Regions from separate parts of the Oryctolagus cuniculus genome. Here region 2 is linked to region 1. A link is a contact called in public Micro-C data. All regions are on one chromosome and are shown on one strand. The core of a region is the stretch at or near the end of the contact, and the rest is flanking DNA. Distances in the headings are between cores, read along the strand shown. Region 1 holds the start of IL17RC (interleukin 17 receptor C). Region 2 holds the start of BRPF1 (bromodomain and PHD finger containing 1).

What was found. Hi-C and Micro-C count contacts between places; a contact is called where the count stands out from the background.
Region 2: a contact with region 1 is called in a Micro-C map of ear pinna, with 3 times the contacts expected there. The contact joins the promoter of BRPF1 here to the promoter of IL17RC in region 1. A contact is called at or near these places in 2 of 6 Hi-C or Micro-C datasets (ear pinna and an unstated tissue).

The regions. Positions count from the first base shown.
Region 1 is chr10:116,830,392-116,836,353 of mOryCun1.1, forward strand. It overlaps IL17RC (interleukin 17 receptor C), which reads right to left and starts at 2,768. Exons shown (of 18, transcript XM_051832019.2): 1 at 2,425-2,768; 2 at 1,837-1,989; 3 at 1,590-1,667; 4 at 1,407-1,481; 5 at 255-366. The coding sequence starts at 2,529. It overlaps IL17RE (interleukin 17 receptor E), which reads right to left. Exons shown (of 13, transcript XM_070051125.1): 11 at 5,636-5,704; 12 at 4,742-4,793; 13 at 3,267-4,179. The coding sequence ends at 3,632.
Region 2 is chr10:116,968,031-116,974,194 of mOryCun1.1, forward strand. BRPF1 (bromodomain and PHD finger containing 1) reads right to left here and starts at 3,932. Exons shown (of 13, transcript XM_070051177.1): 1 at 3,344-3,932; 2 at 1,279-1,887. The coding sequence starts at 1,877. It overlaps CPNE9 (copine family member 9), which reads right to left. Exons shown (of 20, transcript XM_070051181.1): 19 at 5,987-6,060; 20 at 4,765-5,064. The coding sequence ends at 4,873.

The DNA.
Region 1 (5,962 bases), core at 1,518-4,017:
AAAGCCTCCAGTGGGGCTGGGGGCTGGGGAGAGAGAGGGGCAGCCCGACCCATGGAGGCCCTGGGACGGCTCCCGGCTCCTAACCCCACCCCCTCTCCCAGGAGTGAGGACCTTCCCTGGAGGCTGCAACGTCAGGGTATCTGGCGGGACTGAGTTTGGAGGGAAGTGGGCTAGGGAGAGGGGGACAGCAGGCGGGGCTGGCCAGGGGGGACGGGGACCAGGCCAGGCCGTGTAGCCTGCGGCGGGCCACTCACCAGGCAGCAGCTGTGTCACGTTGAGCTCCTTCTGGTACCTGGGCTGAGTGTAGGACCAGAGTCGCACCTCAGCCCCCAGGGCCGCCTCGAAGCAATCGAAAACCACTGAGCCCTGGGGGGAGGGTGGGGGAGGGCTCAGAGTCCAGGCCCCGGCTGTGAGCTCCTCGGGCTTGGGGGGCTCTGCGCACTGCCCTCGCACAGCCAGTGACCCTGCTTACACTGAGCCTGAAATCCCCCAGATCTAAAGTCGCTGGGCCCTGGAGGAGAGAGCCCTGGCTCTCCAAGTCCCCGCGTCCTCCCCAGCCGTCCTGGGTGGACTGCAGCGCGACCCCAGCACAAACACAGACGCCCCTCCCCACACCAGCACTGCCCAGTGAGGTGGGCCAGCCAGGCTACCTGCTAGACCAGAGGACGCTGGCTGGGGGCGGGCGGGCGGGCGGGTGAAAGGCCCTCCTGGGTCGGGGAGGGAACGCCCAGCACCCTGCACCAGGTGCACACGCCTGCTCCCGGGGTCAGCCCCAGACCACCCCTGCCCAAGCCTCGGCTTCTCTGTCTGGAAAGTGGGGGTGGGAAGGGCGGAGTTCGAGGGTGGTTGAGGGAGGAGAAATGGCACTGATGGACCCCTGCAGGGCCCGGCATCACCTCACGGGCTTCACACACTACCAGCCTACTCCACTCTCTCACCAGCCGATGAGGTATTTCAAATGTAAGAAAAAAGCTACATTTTTAACTTGCAGAGACAGTTTATAAGGAAGATACACAAATAGCCAATAAGCATGTAACAAGGGGCTTGGCTTCCTCAGTCACCAGAGAGGCACAAATTAAAACCACAATGCCACACCACCACACACACAGCAGATCGGCGAACATTTTACACGGCAACACCAAGTGCAGGCACAGATGGGAAGTAACTGGCGCTTCCACTTCAGACCAAACAGCACAGCCAACCTGGAAAATTGCTTGGGGGTCTCACAAACTGAAAATCGGGGAGGGTACTGTCCGTATCCCCATTTCACAGACAGAAAAACTGAGGCAGAAAGGGCAGAAAGGACTTCCCTAAGCTCTGATCAGAACCAGGGCTGAAGGAGAGCCTGCCTTCGTAGGAAAGCATGTCTCCACTCCGGGTGTGGGAGGGGCCGCTGTTTTGCGTACCGCAGAGGGGCCGGGCCGCGCCAGGGCAGCAGGCACTTGTACTTCCAGCAGCACGCAGCGCGTTGTATGGTAGGCCTGGAAGGACAGCACGACGCGGGCCTGGAGAGCGGCTGTGAGCGACAGGGCAGGGGTCAGTGCGGGCCGGCGGGCAGGGGGCCGGCGGCCCATCCAGGCCCTCCTCACCGTTCCGAGAGTCCTCAAGCTCAGGGCTGGCTGCTGCTCCAAACTGCTCCTCCTCCTCTTCACGCTCTTCCCGGGGCCCTACAAGGACCCAGGAGCAGAGCCCAGGTCAGGCCCCCGCCCCGGACGGCTTCCAGGCCTACATCCTTTAGAACACACGGTGCCCCGCGCTGCCCGGCGGGTTCCTGCCCCGCCCCTGCACTCGCTCTAAATTGTCTCCCGCCTGCACACACACAAGTGGCTCGCTCACCGCGCACGGCCAGGTGGACAGCCACACGCACACAGAGGTCACAGTCGGTCTCCTGGCGGCACCGCAGCACCAGCTCCGTCTGCAGGCGCGCAGGCACCAGCACGGGGCCCGGGGCGGACACCACACTCCCAGGCAGGCACAGCACGTCGCCGTCTGTGTGGGGGTGGGGGAGGGCGGGAGTTGCTCACAACCCAGAGTCTGCACAGGACACCCCCGAGGGTGAGGCGCCTGGCTCTTCCTGGCCCGGGCGGCCCCCTCCCCGGCGCCCACTCGGTAAGCTGTCTTCTCTCCAGGGGCGGATACTCACCCCAGAGGTGGCAGGAGAGGCCCTGGGGAGGAGGTGCACAATTAGGGTTCACGCCCCCAGCCCGAGCAGCTTTCCCTGCCCACCTCTCTCGGGGACTCCCTACCCCACGCCCCTCCCAGGAGCAGGCCCAGCTCCTGCCCTCTGCCGGCTCCTCTTCCCCCGTCAGCACCAGACAGACCAGCCGGGGCAGTTCTGGCAGTGACAGGAGCCAGCCTAGGGCTCCGATGGGCCGCAGACTGAACCCTGAGCCTCGCTCAACCCTCCCGGGGCCCCAGACTCACCGGAGAGCAGCGGGCGGTGTCCTGCAGCCCTATAAGCCTCTCCAGAGAGAGGACCCCGGGACTTCGGCCCAAAGCCAAGGACAGCAGGAACCAGGGCATGGGCATCTTCCAGGTGCCTGGTGGCACTCAGGCCTCAGGCCCTGTCCTGCCCCCCCCCCCAGCCCCTGCCCCCACTGAGTCCTCCACCGTCAGGGGTCAGCAGGGACCAGACTCACTCCCCAGCCTCGGGGACCAGCCCTGGACAGCTCGTGTACTCCCTCTCCTGGGGTCGGCTCCCGACGTCCTGGCTCAGCCCGAGTGCTTTCGATTTGGCTCCCAGCAGGCAGGCGGCTGTTCCCGCCCCGCCCTGTCCCTCCCACCAGCGCCAGGCCTGGGAGCCAGCAGTCTTGGGCTGGGAGGCTGGCCTCTCCTCCCCTTCCTCTGCGGATACCTGGCCAAGGTGGTGGTGGTGGGGACCCTGAAGAGGGGCAGCGGTGGCACCAGAGCTGAGGCTGGGGCATTTCTATTCTCCAAGGGAGCCCCCCCCCGCCAGCCCTGGGACCCCCTCTTACTGGGCCCTTGGGCCCCTTCACACACTCCCCTGGCTGCAGTGACGCTTGGTGGGTCAGGGGCTCTGAGGGCAGGGCTGAAGGGCACCAGAAAGTGGGCTTGCAGGCGAGGATCCCGGGCCCACAGCCAGGCAGCCAGGGTCCCCTCATGCTGAGACGACGGATGCTGCTTCCCCTCTTCTGGGGAAGCCCTGCCTTGTGGAGGTGACAGGTGCATGTGGCTGGGCACGTGACACAGTGCGACCCCGCCCACCCCCAACACAGCGTCCCACAGCGGAAAACGGGACAAGTACATGGTGTAGCTCGGCTTGTCATGTCCGTGTTTATTTTTCTCTGGGTCTCCTGGCCACCCAGGGCTGAGCCTCTTCTGGGACCAGAACTCCCTCCCCACTCAGAGCCTACAGCATTTGCGGCTCGCACTCCCTAGGGGCTAGGAGAGAGGACGAGGGTCCGCCGGGGCTCTCAGTAAAGGGCCGGCCTCTCCCTAGGGACGGTGACTGCCAGGCTGTGGAGGACAGGCTGGGATGCCTGCCCGCGAGGCAGATAAAGGCTTTTCCGCAGGTAGTCCTGAGGTAGCACCCCAGAGGTTCCAGGGCCCAAGGAGGTTCTGGCCCGCACCCGTCCCCCGCACCGCCCGCCTCCGGACAGGAGTGGAGCTGTCAGACGTGGCCGGCAACCGTGGCAGCCTCGCGTTCCAGCCGGCGGCAAAGTTCCAGGCGGCCCCGCAAGCCCTGCCGAGCTCCGAGGCAGTCCGGGCCCGCGGCTACGGTACCGGTACCGGGGCGCGCGCCCAGAGCCCGCAGCAGGCGCGGCAGGTCGCGCAACAGGCGGTAGCGCGGCAGCACGCGCAGCGGCCGAGGGATGTCGCCCTTGGCGCAGAGGCGGCTGAAGTACGCGAGCAGCAGCAGCGGGCGGGGCGCGGCGCCGAGCAGGGCGTGCAGGGGCGCGGTGCAGGGGTCGGAGCCGCCGGCAGGGCCCCACAGCAGCAGCACCGTGCCCCGCTCCCGCAGCACGCGCGCTTGCGCTGCCCACAGCCACGGCAGAGGGCCCACGTGCGCCACGCGCGTCCCCTCCCACAAGTCCACGATCACATCCCGGCCGCCGCCCAGCGCCGTCCGCAGCAGTTCAGCCAGCGCTCCCACGAGGCGCCGCTGCTCCTGGGACTCCGCCACGTGCAGGAGCAGCACCGGCCGTGCTGGGCCTGGGCCTGGGGGTGGGAGCAACAGCTGAACAGAATGGGAGGCAGCCTGCTGCCCCGCCCCCTGCCCCTCTCCTGCCCTCGGGGGTCAGCACCCACAGCAGCCAGGGACGCGTGAGCCAGGCCGACAAAAGGCACCCCTTCCAGAGTGAAGGCCAAGGTGCCAGGTTTGGCAACGGCAACGCAGGCTGGACGTCCACCCACTGGCCTCTTGCCCAGTGCCTTGGTGCAGAGAGGGCCCTTGTCCTGCCTTAGCCATTCCGGCCCACCAGGAGACCCTAGGCTCACTCCCTTGGATGGCACAGACTGGGAGTCCAGGGAGCCGGAGGGGGCAACAAGACTGGGCGGGTCTGGATCCAAAGGTCACCCTCACTGAGTTTACCTGACAGTGGGTGGCAGCAGGTGAGGACCAGGACCACGCCCAGTAGGGTGGCGAGGGCCAGCAGAGCCAGGATCAAGAGCCCCAGGCGTCTGTGAGAGACTGAGTCCGGCGGGGTGCGGGGTGAGGCCGTGCCCAGCTCCTCAGGCCCACCTCCCTCTTGCACCCGCTCCCTTCCAGCCAGGAACTCACCACCTGGACACAAGAGGCGCTTCGAGGCAAACTGGACATCTGACCTCCATACCTGAGGGCGAAGGGCCAACCCTGTGAGCCAGGCCAGCCCCTCCTCCCAGGGCGAGATGAAGGAGACATGGAGGGTGGAGAAGGGCGTCCCCACTGGCTTGGAACTCCTGCAGCTCAGGCTGGGTCTGGTCTACCTGCCCACCCGCCACAAAATAAAGGTCAAAGGTGGCAACTCAAGCGTGACTGTGGCCAGACTCAAGAAATCAACTCCTAAGTTGCCTGGGGCTGCTGTGAGGGCCTGGAGAGTGTGGCCAAGCTGAGTGACCACAGAGCACTGGGCTTCAGGCCATGTAACTGTGTCAGAGTGTAGACACAGGGCACTAGGCTTTCTGCTTTTCCAAGAGAGGCCAGGAATCCAGTTTTTAAAAAAACATACATAGAGGGGCCAGCACTGTGGCGCAGCAGGTTAATGCCCTGGCCTTGAAGTGCCAGCATCCCATTTGGGCACCAGTTCTAGTCCCGACTGTTCCTCTTCCTATCCAGCTCTCTGCTATGGCCTGGGAAGGCAGTAGAAGATGGCCCAAATCCTTGGGCCCCTGTACTCATATGGGAAACCCGAAAGAAGCTCCTGGCTCCTGGCTTCAGATTGGCCTAGCTCCAGCTGTCATGGCTATTTGGGGAGGGTCCAGCAGATGGAAGATTTCTCTCTTTCTCCTTCTCTCTCTGTAACTCTGCCTTTCAAATAAATCAATCAATCAAAAAAAAAAAAAAAAAAGCCCACATAGATGGTGGCAACTTATTCCACTTAAAAACACTGCTATGCTGACCAAACTTAACATTTTGGAGCCCAGATTTTCCGCCCATCATCTGTGAAGTACAAGCAGAGGGAGGGGGGTTCCTTACCAGGACACAGCCCCCCGGCCTCAGGAAGGGAATAACGAGGTCCAGTGTCACTGGGCCTGAGCCCTGGGTCTGTAGGAGCAAAGAACAGAATGACTGTCCCCCAGCAGGCAAATCCGGCTGTGCCCATGATGTCCCCACTCGTCCCACCAGGGCTTCAGGCCAAGCGCCACCTCCCACAAGACGTCCAGACCACTCCAGGGCCCCTACGCGTCCCTGGACCTCTCGTCAACAGACTCAGAGCCCACTGGGTGCCACGCCCCGGGACACTGTCCCTGTCGTCCCGCAGCCTGTAAACCAGGCAGGCTTCTCACGCTGCCTTCACCAGGA
Region 2 (6,164 bases), core at 2,682-5,181, 140 kb after region 1:
CAGAGCAGAGGACACAGCGGAAAGGCAGAGCCGGCTGCACCCATGGGAGACAGGGAGGGAGGGAGACCGGCAAAACTCCAGTGGGGAGGGACCGAAGACTCACCCTGGGCCACACGGCTGTGTCCCCGCAGGTCTGCCTTAAGGACAGAGATGTACTGTACCGTCACATAGACCGCTCTTCACGGCACACCCCTTTCCCCTGTACCGTCACACAGACCGCTCTTCACGGCACACCCCTCTACCCTGTACCGTCACACGGACCATCTCCGCGGCACACCCCTTTCCCCTGTACCGTCACACGGACCATCTCCGCGGCACACCCCTCTACCCTGTACCGTCACACGGACCATCTCCACGGCACACCCCTCTACCCTGTACCGTCACACGGACCATCTCCGCGGCACACCCCTCTACCCTGTACCGTCACACGGACCATCTCCACGGCACACCCCTCTACCCTGTACCGTCACACGGACCATCTCCACGGCACACCCCTCTACCCTGTACCGTCACACGGACCATCTCCGCGGCACACCCCTTTACCCTGTACCGTCACACGGACCATCTCCACGGCACACCCCTTTACCCTGTACCGTCACACGGACCATCTCCGCGGCACACCCCTTTACCCCAGACCCGTCAGAGCCCGGCCCGACTGCTCTGGGGGCTCCAGGCCGAGGCTGTGAGCCCCGCTTCCGCGAGGACGTCCCCTTGCAGGTTCCTCACCACAGTGGCCCCGCCCCTTCGTCTTCTACCTCACAAGGATGGGATTTACCCCTGTGCTGCCTGTGACCCCAGTGCGAACCCAGCCCCTGGCTAAGTTTTGGAAGGAATGGGATACAAAGAAGCCATGAAGTGAAAACAAGCAGGAGGGACAGTACAGAACGCGTGCTGCTGACCCTGACCGCACAGTGCGGACACGGCTCGCGGGGCCCTGGCCTTCTCCCTCTCGCTGCGGCCGCTCTCCCACAGCGAGGGAGCGGCAGGGCACAGCTCTGGAGCCACAGGAGCGGCTCTGACTCCAGTCCAGCTACCCACCGGCACGGGAACTTCCTTACGTCCGGCATTTTCTGGACTGGTGAATGAGAGCCACACCTCCTCTAGAGTCAGGAGACCAGAATGAGGAGTGGCTGCCCCACACCGAGTGCGGGCTGGCCCCGATCGGCAGGGTCCCACCGCTCTCCCAGTCCTGGCAGGCCAGTGTTCCTCCTCCGGGCTGGACCCCCGCCCCCTGAGGCACGCCCGAGCCTCGCCTGACCAGTTTCCCAGAGGCCTCACCGGTAGTAGGAAGTGGGCCGGGGCGGGGCGTCCGGGGTGTCCTGCTCCAGCTCCCGGTACACCACCTCGGGCAGCTTGGGCGTGGTGCTGGCGGGCGCGCCGTGGTGGTGGTGGTGGTTGGAGTCCTTGCGTTTCTCCTTGCTTTTGTGCTTGCCGGCCTTGGGCGCGGCGGCCGGGGCCTCGCTGTTCTCCTTGTTGCTGCCGCTCTCGGGGGCCTCCTCGGGGGCCTCCTCGTCCTCGGACACCACGTCCAGGTTGTCGAAGATGCTGATGCGGTGCACGCGCCCGTGCAGGTCCACCTCCACCATGCGCTGCGCCTGCGCGTAGCTCATCACCTCACGGCCTGGAGACTGCGACACCTCGGAGGGGCTGGGGGACTGCTTGTTGGCGGGGCGAGACTGGCGCCCCTTCTTCTTGTGCCTGCGGAGCGGGGTCTGCTGCGGGGGGGGCGGGTTGTCGTGGTCATAGTGGTACAGGTGGTACTCGATGCCGCTGTAGCTCTTGTAGACCTTGCGGCAGGTCTCCACGGGGCACTCGTACGGCGGCTTCGTCGCCCGCAAGTTGTGGCAGAACGTCTTCACGTCGAAGTCCACCCCCATGCTGTCACATCTGGAACACACACAGCAGTCAGCGCAGGCCTGCGGGGAGCCCCCGTCCTCCCCAGGGGGTCCGCGGTCTCGGCCCACCTCGTCCCTGGTCGTGCACGGTCACCCTGCCCGTGTCTCAACTCCTCTCCGCTGACCTCACGGGAGGCCGCCAAGCAGCGGGGGTCCGGCAGCGTCCTAACGCCCTCCTGCCGCCCCCCAGCCCTGTCCACCTTCTCTCCGGCCAGACTCCAGGAGCTCTCCCGCCGTGGGGCTCTGGTTCCCTGTCCAGGGCCTTGTCGAGGGGCAGCCACTCCCTGAACGGGACAGCCTGTCACCCGCGACGCCTCTGCCCCGAGTGGCGGGCTCCTACTGCACAGCTCAGCCCACCCGACACTTCCGCCACGGCTTCTCTGCTCTGCCGTGGGGGGCCCGACTTGCAGAGCATCCGCTCCCACCTTCACCACCACGCCGGCCTCCACGCTGGCCGCTGTCAAGGCCCGCTACAGGAGACGGGGCGCTGCACGGCGGACGCCAGAGCCGACCCCGCGCGGTCTGCCGGGTCCCAGCATGCACCGGCCTCAGGTTTTGGAATAACCTGTTGCGCGGACAGCTGCAGGAGGCCCCCAGGGTTGGAGCCGCCACGCCGGGATGAAAGCTAGTTTCGCTCCCGCTCGCGGCCAGAACGAGGAGCCGGCAGAAGTGAGCGCGCTGTAGCAGTGACCGCTTTATCCCCGGCCTTGGCGCTGCAGTGGAAGATGGACCGGGCAGCAAGCGAGACCGGAGGCCAGCCCGTCTAGGGCAGCAGCGGGGCGCGTGGGAGCCCTGCATTCGCCCACGCTCGCAGCTCAACGGAGCGCCAGGTCCCGCCGACACACACAGCCTCCTGGGTGAGGGCGGACAGACGGCACCAGCTCCAGGACGCCCGGCCTGGCCAGGGACTGCCCGCTCTCTCCCGCTCCGCCCAGCCAGGGCCCCGGCAGGCAAAGCCGCCCTGAGCTCCCGGACAAACGCTCACCCCTCCTCTGCGCTGCCCCGGCCCTGCCTACAGCCCCTCAGCACGGCAGTGCAGCCACAAGTTCAACTCCAGCTCCCTCCTGCTCCGGCCCGCCGGCTCTCCCAACACCAGCCTGCCACGCACAAACAAGCCGGGTCCCAGGCGGCCGCCCAGGCTCCGGCAACACCCCGCGGGGAGCCGGCGCGGCCCCGGGGCGCGGGGGCTGCAGGAAGCGGGGGGCGGAGGCCCGGCCCGGCCCTGCCCGCAGCCTCTCCCGGATGCGGCGGCGCTTCCCCTTTGTCGGAACTGCTACAAGTTCAGCGGGGCTCGCCTCCGGCCATTGGCTCCGGCGGCCCCCAAGGATACACTGTTGCCCGGGATGCGCGCTGGGGGCGAGCGCGCTGTCAGCGCCTCCGGCGGCCGCGGCCCCGCAGACGCCCCTCGCCGCCGGCCACTCCCGTCCCGGCCCCAGGCCTGCACTCACCGGCCACCTCGAGTCCGGGCTCATCGCCGGGGGCGCCCGCCGGGGCTCCGACCCCTCCCGGGGAGGCCGGCGGGGAAAGGCGGGCCGGGGAGGGCGAACCCCAACGCTGCAGACCTCGGGTCTCGCCACCCCGGCCCCCTGGCCGCCCCACGCGCTGACCCCTGCCGCTCCCGGCCCCGCCGGCGCCCCCGCGTCTCAACTCCGCCGGCCGCTGCCCGTTTCCCAAGTCCGTAGGTTGCCTGGCCTCGGGACGCGGCGCGGCCGGAACAATAGAGGCTCCCGGAGGCAGCGCGGGGACAGCGGCGGCGGGGACCGTGGCGGCAAAGGCAGTGGCAGCGGCAGCGGCAGCGGCGGAGGCGACGGCGTCTGCGCAGGGTAAACGCGGCGCCGCGGCGCAGCCGGGCCGCACTTTCGCCACGGCTCGCTGCAGGGCCGCCGAGGCTCCCGCGGCCGTGCTGCGCGGCTCGGGGGACGCTCCTGGACGTGTGGCAGGGCTCATCCAGCACCTCCATCTCTGAGTCCAGCTTCTGGGCCCCGAGCCCGCGGGGGCTCGGGGGTCCGCGGTCGCCGGGCCGTTTGTGGCGAATCTGCGGACGCGGACGGCGAGCGCCGGGCTGGGCGTGAGGAGCCCGCCCTTCTCCCCTCCCCCTCCGCCGCCTCCCTCGCTGCTCCCGCCCTCCTGCTGGCGCGGCGGCTGCGGTAGGGACCTGGCCTAGGTCTCCGCGAGAGGCGGCGAGGCGGGGCCGCAGGCGCGGGGCGGGACGGGGGGCAGGCCCGGGAGCCGGAGGGACGCGGCCCGGGGCGGGGCCTGCCGCCGGGGGCGGGGATTCGTGGGTGGGGCCTGCCGCCGGGGCGGGGCCTGCCGCCGCGGCTCGGGGCGGGAAAGGGCGGAGCCTTGCTCGGGCCTGCAGCGGGCAGCTGGGCTGGGGACGACGGACGCGGCCCGGGGAAGACGCCGCGGGCGGCCCGGGCTCCCGGGCTCTGGGTGTGGAAGACGCATTTGTCGGCTGTGGGGCTCCGGGGACCCCGCCCTCTCGCCGTGCCTGTGTTGTCCTCCGTCACGTTTTCCCAAAAATCTCGACCTGTTGGGTGCGCTTCTGGGATCCGCGTGTGAGCCTGTAAACACGCGTGGAGTGCGGACCGCGGGTGGTCCCTGGCCCGCGGGGTCCCCGAGAGGACCCCGTGCGATCCTGCGTGTAGCGAGCGCTCACAGGAGACCAGGGTCGCCTCAAGCAGCCCCTTTGAGGCCAGGGACCCCTGTGACCACCCAAGGAAAGCTACGGGGCCTCCCTCTTGGGGGGCGCGCACGCAGTTTGCAGAAGGCGCAGGGGTCACCCGGGAGCCCGTGTCGGGAGGAGGATGAAGCCGGCCGGGCGCTGCCCACCGCGCCCTCCCTCTCGGCGTGACCCCAGCAGGCAGAGCGGAGTCGATATCAGCTTTATTACTGGCACAGCGCAGGGAGGTGGCGAGCGCGCCGGGCCGCCCGGGGACGGGCCCTGGCTTCCAGCAGCGGCAGCGGGTGCGAGTCCTCAGGGCTGCCCTGGGGCTGGGGCTGGGGCTGGGCTGGAGCCGGCGGGCGGCGGGGGCCGGGGCTGGATGTCCCTGGTGCGCATATAGGACAGCAGCTGTTCGGGGATCTCGGCCAGCACGTCCTTGGCCAGGCGGGCCATGCTCAGCACCTGGTTTCCGGAGCGGTCCACGTAGTCTCGGAATGGGACAAACTGGGGCAGGCAGACACGGGAGGGTGTGGGCCGGCGCTGCTCTGCTCCCACCCAGCACCTGTCCAGTATCGCATTCTCGCCCCACACTTTGGGCAGGCTTCTACCCGCCCCCCCACACCTTGGGCAGGTTTCTAAGTGGCTTTCTCCTAACTCGGCTCCCTCCTCCACTTTCTGTTGACTTCTCCCCTAATGGGGTCGTGAAATCCCCACGGTGGGTGCACTGGGCACAGTCCTCATCCTGACCCCTCCTCCCACTGCCTTGGCCAGCCCCCTGGACTGGAAGCCCCTCCCCAGTGCCTCTGTCTACAGGCTCCCTAATCCTGGTCCCGTCTCTCTGAATTCTCTTCCTGGGTGACCGTGTACACTTCTGTGGCTTTAAAAACGGGTTTCTGCAGGTAAAGGGAGGGACAGGGAGAAGGGGAGGGGGCCAGGGGAGCAGGAGCCGCAGAAGGGGGAGAGGTGAGGCGTCAGTGGGGTGATGGGGAGGAGAGGAGGCCCAGGAGAGGGGGGCGGCCAAGGGGAGGGAGAAGTTAGGGAGAAAGCCACCTGTTTCTAAGGACGCTCAGATGGGCACACCCGTCTCTGGCCCTGCCACCTCCTCACTCAGTGCTCAAGGACCCTCAAACCCAGCCGCTGGCAGCTGAGTGCAGGGCTCCCTGCCAGGCTCCCCCGGCCTGGCCGTCCCAGCACCTGGGACCTGGTCCCATGCCCATCGCAGGCTCATCAAGTGGGCTCTGCAGCCTGCTGCTTCCATCCTGACGCCGAGGCCTGCGGCGGGGCCGCTGAGCTGCCTCCACTACAGGGACCTTGGGGGTCTCCCAGCCCTTCCAGTGCTCAATGGATGAGGGCGAGGGGGAGGCAGCGGCCCTGGCCCCCACCTCAGCCTCCCCTCTCCCCTCCACCTCTGGCTGGTCAGGTCTACCTGAACGATGTCCCGCTCCGCATAGCGCCCCCTGGAGGACACGCGCACATCGTCACCGTCCAACTCCTCCATGGCTGCAAAAAAGACCCCCTCAGCTGCAGGGTCAACCCTGGTGCCCCTACTCTCAGCTCCGCTCGGCGCTGTCAGAGTACCTCACGGCGGCCTTCTAGTCCTGGTA